Linked DNA regions of Zea mays: region 1 is linked to region 2. Evidence: chromatin contacts called from public Hi-C data. All regions are on one chromosome and are shown on one strand. The core of a region is the stretch at or near the end of the contact, and the rest is flanking DNA. Distances in the headings are between cores, read along the strand shown. Region 1 holds the start of LOC100194018. Region 2 has its middle 69 kb from the start of LOC109940545.

Region 1 (5,134 bases), core at 1,778-4,277, 150 kb after region 2:
AGGGACATCACTGTCTTTTCTCTTTGTATCTTGTTGAACAAGTCTTGAACTTCTTCTCCTTTGTTGCCTTTCATCCGAAGCATTCTCCATGCCGAGGCTAGCGACCTTGGCTCGCACCTTCGCCGCTTGCGTGTATGGACGAAGCTTCTTACACGCCACTTCAACCGAAGGCCAGCTTCGATCGTCCTTCATTATATGCTTGAAACACATTTTCTTGTATCGAAGCAAAGCCGTTTTGAGGACCTTCGGTAAGGCAGGCCCCCAACAGTGCCCTTGGCAAGTTTCGTAGTTTGTATGTATAGGAACTGAGGACATGATTGTAATTTCGTATGAAGTTGTACACCGGCTTGCTACTATATGTCCATATGTAATTTGATTATATGTAATCATGTGATTAATATGGTGTTTGAAACTACTTTGATGTAATATGATTCTGTTGGTCCTTCGTTTTGAGCTGGTTGGAGTTTTGCTTGTATGAAACTTCCTACGTTACTCTTTGCTACCAAATGCAATTCTGCTGGTTCAAGTTTTCTAGTTGTATACTTTTTGAGTTTGAGCTGCACCCTTGTTGGCTTGAAGCTATATGAATTGACCTACTTTATGGTATTCCAGACTGTGCCATGGCTTGAAGCTATATGAACTGACCTACTTTATGGTATTCCAGACTGTGCCAGTTGTGTGATTCTTACCTACATGCTTTGTGAGTTTCAGGTGGACCTTTTTTGGTTGAAGCTGTATGACATGTCCTGTTGTATGGTATTCTAGACTTTACTAGTTTTTAGATGTTTAGTTGTATGCTTTATGACTGTCACATGTACCCTTTTGGGTTCAAGTTGTATGGCCTGGACTGCTGAAAGGTATTCCAGACTTTACCAGTTGTTTGATGTTTGAAGTAGCTCAAGAACTATGATGTATTGACTTTATTGATGATCCCTAGAGCATATTATATACACTGGGTATTTTTCACCTCCTGTTATGTTGTTTTCTAAGTTGACTGGTTGTCAGTTTTGGGTGAGGCTACCATCCATCTCATTGTTTTGTTGGCCTGGCCTTTTGGTTTTGCAATCTAACTGTTGTGCAATGTTGAGTTTTTTTCATTTTTTTCATCTATGTTATATTGGTTTTTCAATATGTTGTCAATGCGCTCCAACTAAGGGGATCAGATGATGTTTGTCAATGTCCTAGATCAAACTAGAATTATTGAAATATGAGGCTTACTACTTTGCATTTTCTTTATATGGCCTAATGACTTAGTATGTGGTGTTCTGTGGGCAACAACCTAGTATATATGAAACATGACACGAATGTAATGACCAAGTGTGTGGATTCAAAAACAGTTCTTATAAATTCTATCAGACCTATGAAGAAGCAAGTTAAAGGCTACAGTTCATATTTTGGAGTCATGGTTGAAAAAATGAACCAAAGAAAGTTGTATTAGCCTCAAGAGTCAAGTTTGTGTATTACTTGAGAGAACTTGTAATCATGTTTCAATTGGTAGTTATTTTTTGTTTAGTGTTCAAGATAATGTAAACTTGTAGTTCTGTGTAACATTGGAACTCTAAATGTATTTGTAATAGTGGAACTTTGAATGTATGAAGTGACAATGTAATCTTGTATGAATTTATAATAATTGAACTTTTTATGTTTTTCCTAGTGTTCAGAATTAACTGGTGATTAATCATGTTATGGATAATATTGAGTGTGGCGTCAAAACTATCTATCCATACACAATTTGGCGCCAAAACCACGGTTGACGCCAAAACCACGGCTGGCACCAAAACCAGAGTTAGCCGCATAGGTTCATTCAACCAACGAAACAGACGAGCGCCGGTTGATGCGACATAGACAACCAATCAGATTCTTGAAGCAGCTAGAACGAGCTCAGAAATGAAACCAAACAGTCCAACTTAAGGCTTGTTCGGTTAGCTCTCAATCCATGTGAATTGAGTGGGATTGGATGGGTTTGAATCCTAAACAAGTCAAACTTCTTATTAATTTTTTCCAATCTCATCCAATCCATATATATTGGGAATAACCGAACAAGCCCTTACCTCATCCTAGCTATAAAAAACAGTAAGGGCTTGTTCGGTTATTTCCAATACACATGGATTGGATGAGATTGGAAAAAATTGTGAAGAAGTTTGACTTGTTTGGGATTCAAACCCATCCAATCCCGCTCAATCCACATGGATTGAGAGCTAACCGAACAAGCCCTAAGGCTGTGTTGGGCCATCCTTGCCCTATAAGGGGCTATGTCATTAGCAGGACCTGTGAAGGGTGTATATCCGGTCCTTCCGACCTGTTCTCATGACACAAGTAGACAGACAATAAAACGTAAGATACCCATCTTCGATGTCTACACAGCCATCGAGAAGGCGAAGAAAAAGCGCAGCATGTTTTTAGCCGTGACAGGTTATCATTGGACGAGGAATCTAGTGCCAGCTGTCGGTCGGTTCTTCTAGATGGATCAAACTATCAAGGGCCTGTGGAACCTGGAGTGCCGTGGTGGTACAAACATCTCACGTTTCCTTCTGTCTTCGTTGTAGATGTATATATATAGTACTCGTAGTTGAATTTTCTGTAAAAAAACCGTGCATGTGAAACAAGTTGCTTGGTGCTTGCCCTTCCAATTGGCTGACCAGCCCGGCCATATCGGTCATCTGCAGATTAAACTGCAGATGAGCATTGACAAAATTTGAGCAGCTAGCGGCCGTCGTTTTCAAACGAAGCGTGATGCTCTTGCCCTCTGTGTCTATATATAATCTATCTTGTTATAATATAGTATTCCACCCGTTCATAAATATATGATATCGTTAATTTTTTAAAATATTTTCACCACTCGTCTTATTAAAAATAATTTATTATTTATTTTCTTGTGATTTGTTTTATAACTTAAGATAGTTTGTGTTTAATTTAAAATATTATATATTTTTAATAAATATTTTGAATAAGATAATAGGTTAAAATTTTCGAAAAAAGGTATTATATATTTATAAAATGAGGTAGTACTAGTTGAGATGACAACATGAAAAAGAGGTCAAATGACAAGCTGGTAACGAAAAACGTCTGGTTTTGTCAGAAGAAGAGGAGCCGCCCGAAACACACCAAACAGCAGAAACCGTCGTGGTACAATCTGTGACAAGTGTCCTTTGGCTTGGCATCCATAGGCCACCGCCATCAGCAGTCCAATACAGTGACCTGACCTCCACGCGAAGCCACCACCACAACTCCACAAGATCTAGAACCTAAGAACCTGCAGAGGAGAGGAAGAGGAGCTTGGGGAGGAGATGGCCGGCGCCGAGGGCGAGAGGTGGGTGGGGCTAGCAACGGACTTCTCGGAGGGGAGCCGGGCGGCGCTGCGGTGGGCGGCGGCCAACCTGCTGCGAGCCGGCGACCACCTGCTGCTGCTGCACGTCATCAAGGAGCCCGACTACGAGCAGAGCGAGGCCATCCTCTGGGAATCCACCGGCTCCCGTACGCACCCTTTCTCCAGTCTCCATCTCCTCCTACTCTTTGCTTGGTGCTTGCAATTGCGATTCCTCCTAGGTTGCTACTGCTACTGCCTAGTCTCGCTAACCAATTGGTCCTAACCGCACAAACACTAGCGCTACTGCGCTAGCACGACTTCCCCCTCTATCTTTCTCTTCGTAACGCCTGCAAGATTTGGCGGCATGTCAAGTAACCTTACCGCGCGATACTAGGCGATTTCGTCGCTTCGCTGGTTGCTCGTTGTGCTTAAGCCTTAAGGTCGTTAAGCGGGTGTGCTAGCCTAATCTGAATCTCTTTCGGTGTAATCTGGATTTGGGATTCGGAGTAATAGTCGTTGATCTGATGTGTGTTGTCTGGCATTCTCGCCGTTGTATCTTTGCTATTCGAGTCTGGATTAATTTATTTCCTTCAATCGGTTTACCATGCTTTCCTAAAGCTGGATCACGACCTACCTTAACCTAAAGAGTTAGGATTGAGATAGAATGATGCGGGGGAAATTGGTGTGGGGTGTGTGTTGGCGTCTTTTCAGGCTAAATACTAATGATCCCTAGATTCAGCTCACTGGGGTCGAGACCCTCGGACCTCTATGTGTGAGATGTCTGACGGTCTGCGATAGGTCGTCGAATCATCTGTGGTAGGGCATTGGACTGTCCGTGGTAAAGCGGCGGACCGTTCGCGACAGCACAGAGAGCTCTCGGGTGAATCTAGATCTCGCCTCTCGTTGGGACCCTGTCAGGAAGAAGAGATCATAGGGTTACTTTAGAATCTATATGACGTAGAGCCAAAAGAGAGGTGAAGATAGGAGTTAGGGAGCTACAAAATTTAGTGTCCAACAGTGTGCCTGCAACGGATCATGCCTTGAATTAAATCTGTGTAAAATTCGTCATCATTTTACTCGATTTTTCACTGGCCGGCCGACCACCAGTGGATGCTATTGCTAGTTCAGTGTCATTTCCTAAGAAAGACTTGGTAACTACCACTACCATATGCTGCCTTTGTGAAGTCACATTGACAATGAGCCTTCTTTGTTCAGCTCAGGAGTCAGAACTGTTTTCCATTTTATTTAGAAAGATGCCACTGCTCAGCTGATTTTTTTTTTGTTGCCTGCTAGGCAATAAATCTGATGCTAGTAACCATTGCAATTACTCATGAGCCGTTCACTTTCATCTTCTTTGAGTATTAAACTGGCTGGCCTGTGACATCACAATTTCGTTAGAGATGATGATGCTAGAGTAAGGAACAGGACCTTGCATTCGCACGCAGATGTTATATATCTTACGGATACATAAAGTGAAATTCAGATTTTTTTCTATTTTCCCGCCTCAATGTTCAGTAATCACCTCCAGCAATCTATATGGTGCAGCTTAGTATCTATAGTTTGTATATTTCATAGCATCGATGTAGATGTTACTTTCATCCTAACATGATTTATCATCATAATTATCATTATGTGACAGCCTGAATGCTCAATACCCTCTTTGTATTTTTTTTGTTAAATATAACAGCGTTGATTCCCCTCTCGGAATTCTCTGACCCTATCATTGCGAAGAAATATGGAGCAAAGCCGGACATAGAAACCTTGGACATCCTGAACACTACAGCTACCCAGAAGGATGTGAGCACACCAAGCCTTTGATTGTGTGGT
Region 2 (5,769 bases), core at 769-3,268:
GTTAATTCCTCCCCTCATGGGGCTAGATGGAGGCAGCGGTCCTATACATGCGGTGGGTCTGGCCTGGTCATGACTCTATATAGTGGGCATTAGCCCCGTGCTGGGCCGACTGCCTAAGAAATCCTTAACAGTGGCCCCCCGAGGACTCACCTTGACATATCAGGAATGGGTACCCCATATTCGGGGTACCGACAGTTTCCATGTCAGAATTGTTGACCCTTTGGGTGAGGTACCTTAGCCAAGACTACCACCCCATGTTAACGTGACTTGACACCAAACCACCGCCGCACCCTCTTGCCCATATTTTAGGAAAGTTCACTAGGCACTAAGTATATTAAGTTAATTACCAAAGCTAGAGCCATGATACCACTCGTGGTTGCACCGTTTTCCTGGGTGGTCACTCCATGTTCTATTTAATACAATATGATCTTGTTTAATCATTAGATTAACAACCATAATATAAATTTCTTCTCCAGAACAATAATACCTTAAAAAGAGTGACAACGTAATGATAAAGGTGAGCAATAGCATAGTTACTAAGCATAGTTTTAAACCCAGGTTAAACAAGGAACAAGGTTGGTATTTCTAGGTAATCCTATTTAGGCAAACCCATCAAATTATGCACATATCAAAAGTAAATCTTATTAATTGTATTATTTGGTTACAATAATAAATATAGAGGGAGAATCCACTTGCCTTGCTCAAAAGTATCTTGTGGATCTTCCCCAAACAAATTTGGGTCCTCTACCACAAACTCTGTTTCTAATATAGTCACATATCACACATATAAAAAGAAAACATACACCAATAACTAAACATACACCATTCAACAAACAATAAAATATAATTATACAAATCATGCTTACAAAAGGAAAACATCCAAACATAAAACTTGATTCGTAACTATAATATAAATCTAACCATATCAATGGTCATTTTATTCGCTATGACATGAAATACTAATTATTTTGTTTCAATATTTCCCTAGAGAAAACTATATGGCAAGTTAACCATGGAAACATATACTATATAAATTCATTTAAAAATACGTAAATATAGCACGTGGCTTATTCAAACTTTATGAAATATAATTAACCAATTAATTATTGTATTTCTACCAGAAAGCACGTGGGTGATATTTCCTTTTAACTTTTAATTTGAAGAACTACATTAGGAAACTATAATATAATTTAGAAGATATATAACCTATAGTTTATTAAAGGAATTATATGAAACTACTATTTATATTATAGTAGATGAGTTACGAGTTAGTGTGCAGGGTGACCTAACCTACACGGAATACCCTGTCAAGATCATTGATACCTTGACTCGAGTTATGAGGAACAAAGTGATTAAGATGTGCAAGGTACAATGGAGTCATCACACAAAAGATGAAACCACATGGGAACAAGAAGATGAGTTACGAGTAGAATTTCACCACCTCTTTCCTAGTTTGTAGTAATCTCGAGGTCGAGATTATTTTTAAGGGGTAGGATTTGTAATACCTAACTTTTATATAATAAAGGAGGGGTTAATATTCTTATGTGCTCTTCCTTTATGGTTATATGCAAAGTAAATAGACATAAATAATTTAAACATATCATGCTGATTTTTTGTGGTGCATCTTAATGGAAACCTGAAGATCTAAACTTTACTTGAATTCAAAATTCAAAAGGGAAGAAAGGGGAAATCAAAATCTATAAAGGAAGCTTTAAATAAGTAAATTATACATTTCTATAAGTAACACAATATTAAGTAAAATAAATAATATTAAAATTAGCAGTAAGAATTTCATCTATATTGGAAATTTATTGGTACATTTTAAATCTGGCATTCAAAACTAAACCCTGAGTTTAATATGAAATTGAAAAAATAAAAGAAAGGAAAATGGAAAAGAAAAGAAAAGAAAAAGGAAAAGAAAACCTGGTTGGGCCTAAACCTACACATTAGGCCCCTTACCCTTTTCTATCCCGCCGCGAGGCCTACCATGCGGCTCGGCGCCGACATACTGGCCCCACTAGTCAGCTGCAACACCACGCCCGACCTCCCTGTTCCCCGCTGACCACCCGGGCCCGCTCTCCAGCCATCCCTCACGGCGCGCGTGCGGTTTCTTTTCGTCGTTGACATTGCGGGCCCATTTGCCAGACTCTGTGCGCCTTCCTCTCCGCGCGTAACAACCGGGAGCCGACGTAACCAACTCCCGCCGAGACAGCTGGCCGATCCAATCGCCCCATCTTAGCATATATGTGGACGCAGGTGCCGTCGACCGCCTCCTTGAGTTCCTAGCCGCCAGAAGCCCTAGCCGCCGAGAGCTAGCGCTGACAGACGTGAGGTATTGCCGCCAGCGGCGGTCCACGTGAGCAACGCCGTCGGGTCATCGCCGAGGAATCGTAGAGCTTTTCTGGTGCATGTGAAGCGCTCCTGCGGAGTTTCAAGGCTCGCGGGTTAATCAGGGCTTCGGAACTCGTCGCCGGAGTTGACTCTCTGCCACGCGTCGAGGCCAGGCGTTACCCACAAAATCCTCGGTATGTTTCCCCCCATTGTGTTCGCCTTCGTTAGCACATCGCAGAGCACCGGGGAGCACTAGGGTTAGTGAATCAGGTCCCTGGTCGCGCTGCTCACCGGAGTGCACCACCGTGAGGGAGCAGACGTCGCCGCTCGGTGACCGCCAGGAAGGAGGATGGGTGTGTGACCGTACATCGGCTGCTCGAAGGCTCAGATTAGATTCTGGTAGCGTTTCAGGATCGATTGTATTGGGATGTTTGATCTGATCGGAGGGTTAGGATTGAAGCGCGCCTTCATTATATCATGGTCGTAACTCTCGGAGTGAACGACATCATCCACATACCGATTCATCGTCTGCAATAATCTTATCTGGACCGCTTGATTGAAACGGGTGGTTCAGATCTAAGAATACCCTTTCGCCTACACATCAGGTTCCTTAAAACCTGACCCGGTTTGAAGCGCTGTCCGCGTTTCATGGGATGTTCGCCCATCGGGTGCCGACACGTGGACACTGCTCTAGAGTCGCGGACGCGAAACTTCCATCCAATGACGTTGAGTGCTGAGCAGTTCCGTCTCCCTCCTGACCTTCCCTCCCTCCACACCCTCCCTCTCCCGTCACGCCCCTGCCTCCTCCCCCGATCTCGCTGTCGAGCCTGCGTCCTCTGCGTCGTTCATGGTAGGCCGGCTCCACCAGCCTTCCTCCCCGCGTCGTCCCCAAGATTCAGGCCTCTCTGTCCTCCTCTCCTCGCTTCCACCGCCCCTGGTCGGACTCCGCTAGCCGCCCCCTCCGCCTGTGCACCCGACGGTGGCCTCCGCGACCGACCTCTCCTCTTCACCGTCGCCTGCTTGCCTCCTCCGCCAGGAGTGTATTTACGTCGTGGGGAGGAATATGACGCCAGCGGGCTCCTTTGGCGGGGAGGACTGCAGGAATCAAGGGTTGGGGGCGGGTGCCCATGCCGCTCCTGTGGCCTTGCCATGTCCATTTCTTGCCCCCTCTGTCTGCCCACCCGCCTCCTCCTAGGGTTAGGGCTCGCATCACGGGGGGCTGTGGCACCCGGTGCAATGCGGAGGCTGTTGGGGCTCGCGCTCTGTGCATCCGCCGCCACGCGATCTAGGTGCTGGTGGCGTTCTCCCTGATCGACGCGCTCGCCATGTTATTCTTATTCCTCGAATCGCCCCTTGTGTTTACGTCGCTGCTCAGGGTAGGGGCGGCTGCCGCGGCGTCGCGGAAGCTCGACCTCGATGATGCGGGGCAAGCAATGCTGGCGCGTCTCGTGAAGCACCCGCACAGGGAGGCCCTCTTGGCGGACGCATAGCGGCGACGGGCGCACCGGTTAGTGGGGATCGTCTCTGACCTCGACCTCCGCCACCTTAACTCTACACGCTCTGGTTTGCTCCGCAAGGCCTGATATGCTGTTCGGGAAGCATGGGAAGAGTGGTCTCGTGGCTCTCAACTTGGATTTCGATCAAGTCAAGGAGTTTATCAAGGAGCGGCTGGGGATTGAGGTATAGCATCTGCTTGTGTGAAAAAAAACTTGTCCTTGAGACATGCTACATTACTTGATTCTGTTTCCTGTGATTCATTGATTTTTAGGTTGAGATGGGTGGTTGCAAGGCTTAAATCATGACCTTCATCGTCGAGCCATTCGTGTCACATGATCAAGAGTACTACCTTTCGATTATTTCAGAGAGGTTGGGCAACATTATCAGCTTCTCAGAGTGTTGGAGGGATTGAAATCGAGGAGAACTGGGACAAGGTTAAGACTATTTTTCTTCCTACTGAGAAGCCAACGACGTTTGATTAATGTGCTCCTTTGATTGCAATCCATCCATTGGAGGTACTTGTTGCTCTCCTCCTTAGTTCTAACCTCAATACCTCCATGTTAACTCATTTCTCGCATTGGAGGCACTCCTTATTTGCTGATCAGGCACACAAAAAATTTGGTGACTTCATTAAAGGAGTATTTGCTGTCTTCCACATATTTTGGAAATGTTTATTTGCCTGCTGTAGTGAATTAAGAAATTTTCATGTCACTATATTTTCTTATTTTCCATGTTTATAATAATTATGCTCCATCTCCATACGGATTTCTCATTTCTTGAGATGAATCCGTTCGCCATGGTCAACGGGGAGCCATATCCTCTGGACATCAGAGGAGAACTAGATGACACAACAGCCTTCAAAAACTTCAAGAAGTGAATCAGATTTCCCAGAGATACCATTTCTTGTTGTCATTGTTGGATTTACTCTTATCAATTGTGCAGGTGGGGAGGTATAGAATTCCCTCTACCTTTTGGAAGAGTACTCAGTCCTACAGAAAGTTTCATCCATGAACTAGATGAGAAGGTATTGATCTCTGGGCTATGTTTTTATCTTTCTTTCTTTCCCTGAGGTCTATCACCTATAAAATAATCAGTTTCCATGACAAATTTGGGATCTGCAGTGTATTCTGTTGATGCGTGTTAATTCGCCAACCTTGTTATTTCAAACAAGTGTTTGTTCTTTTGTGCTACTTTGCATGTCCTGTTGATGTTATACCCTGATTTAAGGTTGTTCTTCATTTGCCTTGCGACTGGATTTGAACCTGAGGACGATGTTTGTAGGACCATACATCTCTTGTATTGAAAGTATAAATTAGACATAACCACCTTTTTCTAATGAAAATATGATGCTGCGCTTACCTGTGTTAAATTTAGTAGTTCCCCTTTCACTTAGCTAATAAAAAGTTGCTTTGTTGTGATGCCTTGGCTAGCAAGTTCTTTCATCTTGGTTTACCATTCTATTGTTGATAGTGAGAGTGAGCATGAGGTGCACGCTGATGTACTCAAGCGGTTCAAGCTGCTAGCGGACATCATGTAGAGCTCCTCTCTTCACTTTCACTACCACACACACAAAGAGTTCTCAGTGTCTTCTTTTGTATGCAGGGAGTTTTCCGTACCGCTGACATGTGAACGATTTATATTGGGACTTCCCTACTACTGCTTTAACACTTCTGGACTATCTATTTGCGGTGTTTGTCAGTTTGGTCATTCTATATATAAACTGTATGCAATTCTTTTCCTGAGGGTTGAACTAACGTGAACCTCAAATTCCACAGATTGAGATAATATTGGGAAAGAGTGACAAATTCGACGAGTTGATGGTTGCTGCCGCCGACGAGAGGGGAGAAGTTGAAGATGGTGAAGAGCAGGCTTGAAAAAACAGTGTCGACCATCCCTGCAACGCGTGACGCGTCCAATGACCCCTGTAGGATCCTTTCGTCT

The links. A called contact is a pair of places that touch in the nucleus more often than the background predicts.
Region 1: a contact with region 2 is called in a Hi-C map of leaf, with 9 times the contacts expected there. The contact joins the promoter of LOC100194018 here to the enhancer-like site in region 2. A contact is called at or near these places in 11 of 25 Hi-C or Micro-C datasets (ear, endosperm, leaf and 2 more) and 1 of 3 datasets of contacts at active chromatin or transcription factors (seedling).

The regions. Positions count from the first base shown.
Region 1 is chr6:136,907,601-136,912,734 of Zm-B73-REFERENCE-NAM-5.0, forward strand. It overlaps LOC100194018, which reads left to right and starts at 3,028. Exons shown (of 4, transcript NM_001139081.2): 1 at 3,028-3,474; 2 at 4,995-5,104. The coding sequence starts at 3,288.
Region 2 is chr6:136,754,578-136,760,346 of Zm-B73-REFERENCE-NAM-5.0, forward strand. No RefSeq gene overlaps it. Among protein-coding and RNA genes, the nearest start is that of LOC109940545, 69 kb to the right of the region's middle. Within about 2 kb of position 2,019, at least 18 of the 20 cell types and tissues checked have an H3K27ac peak or open chromatin away from gene starts, as enhancers often do. A contact at or near this core is called in ear, endosperm, leaf and 2 more, where this site is marked.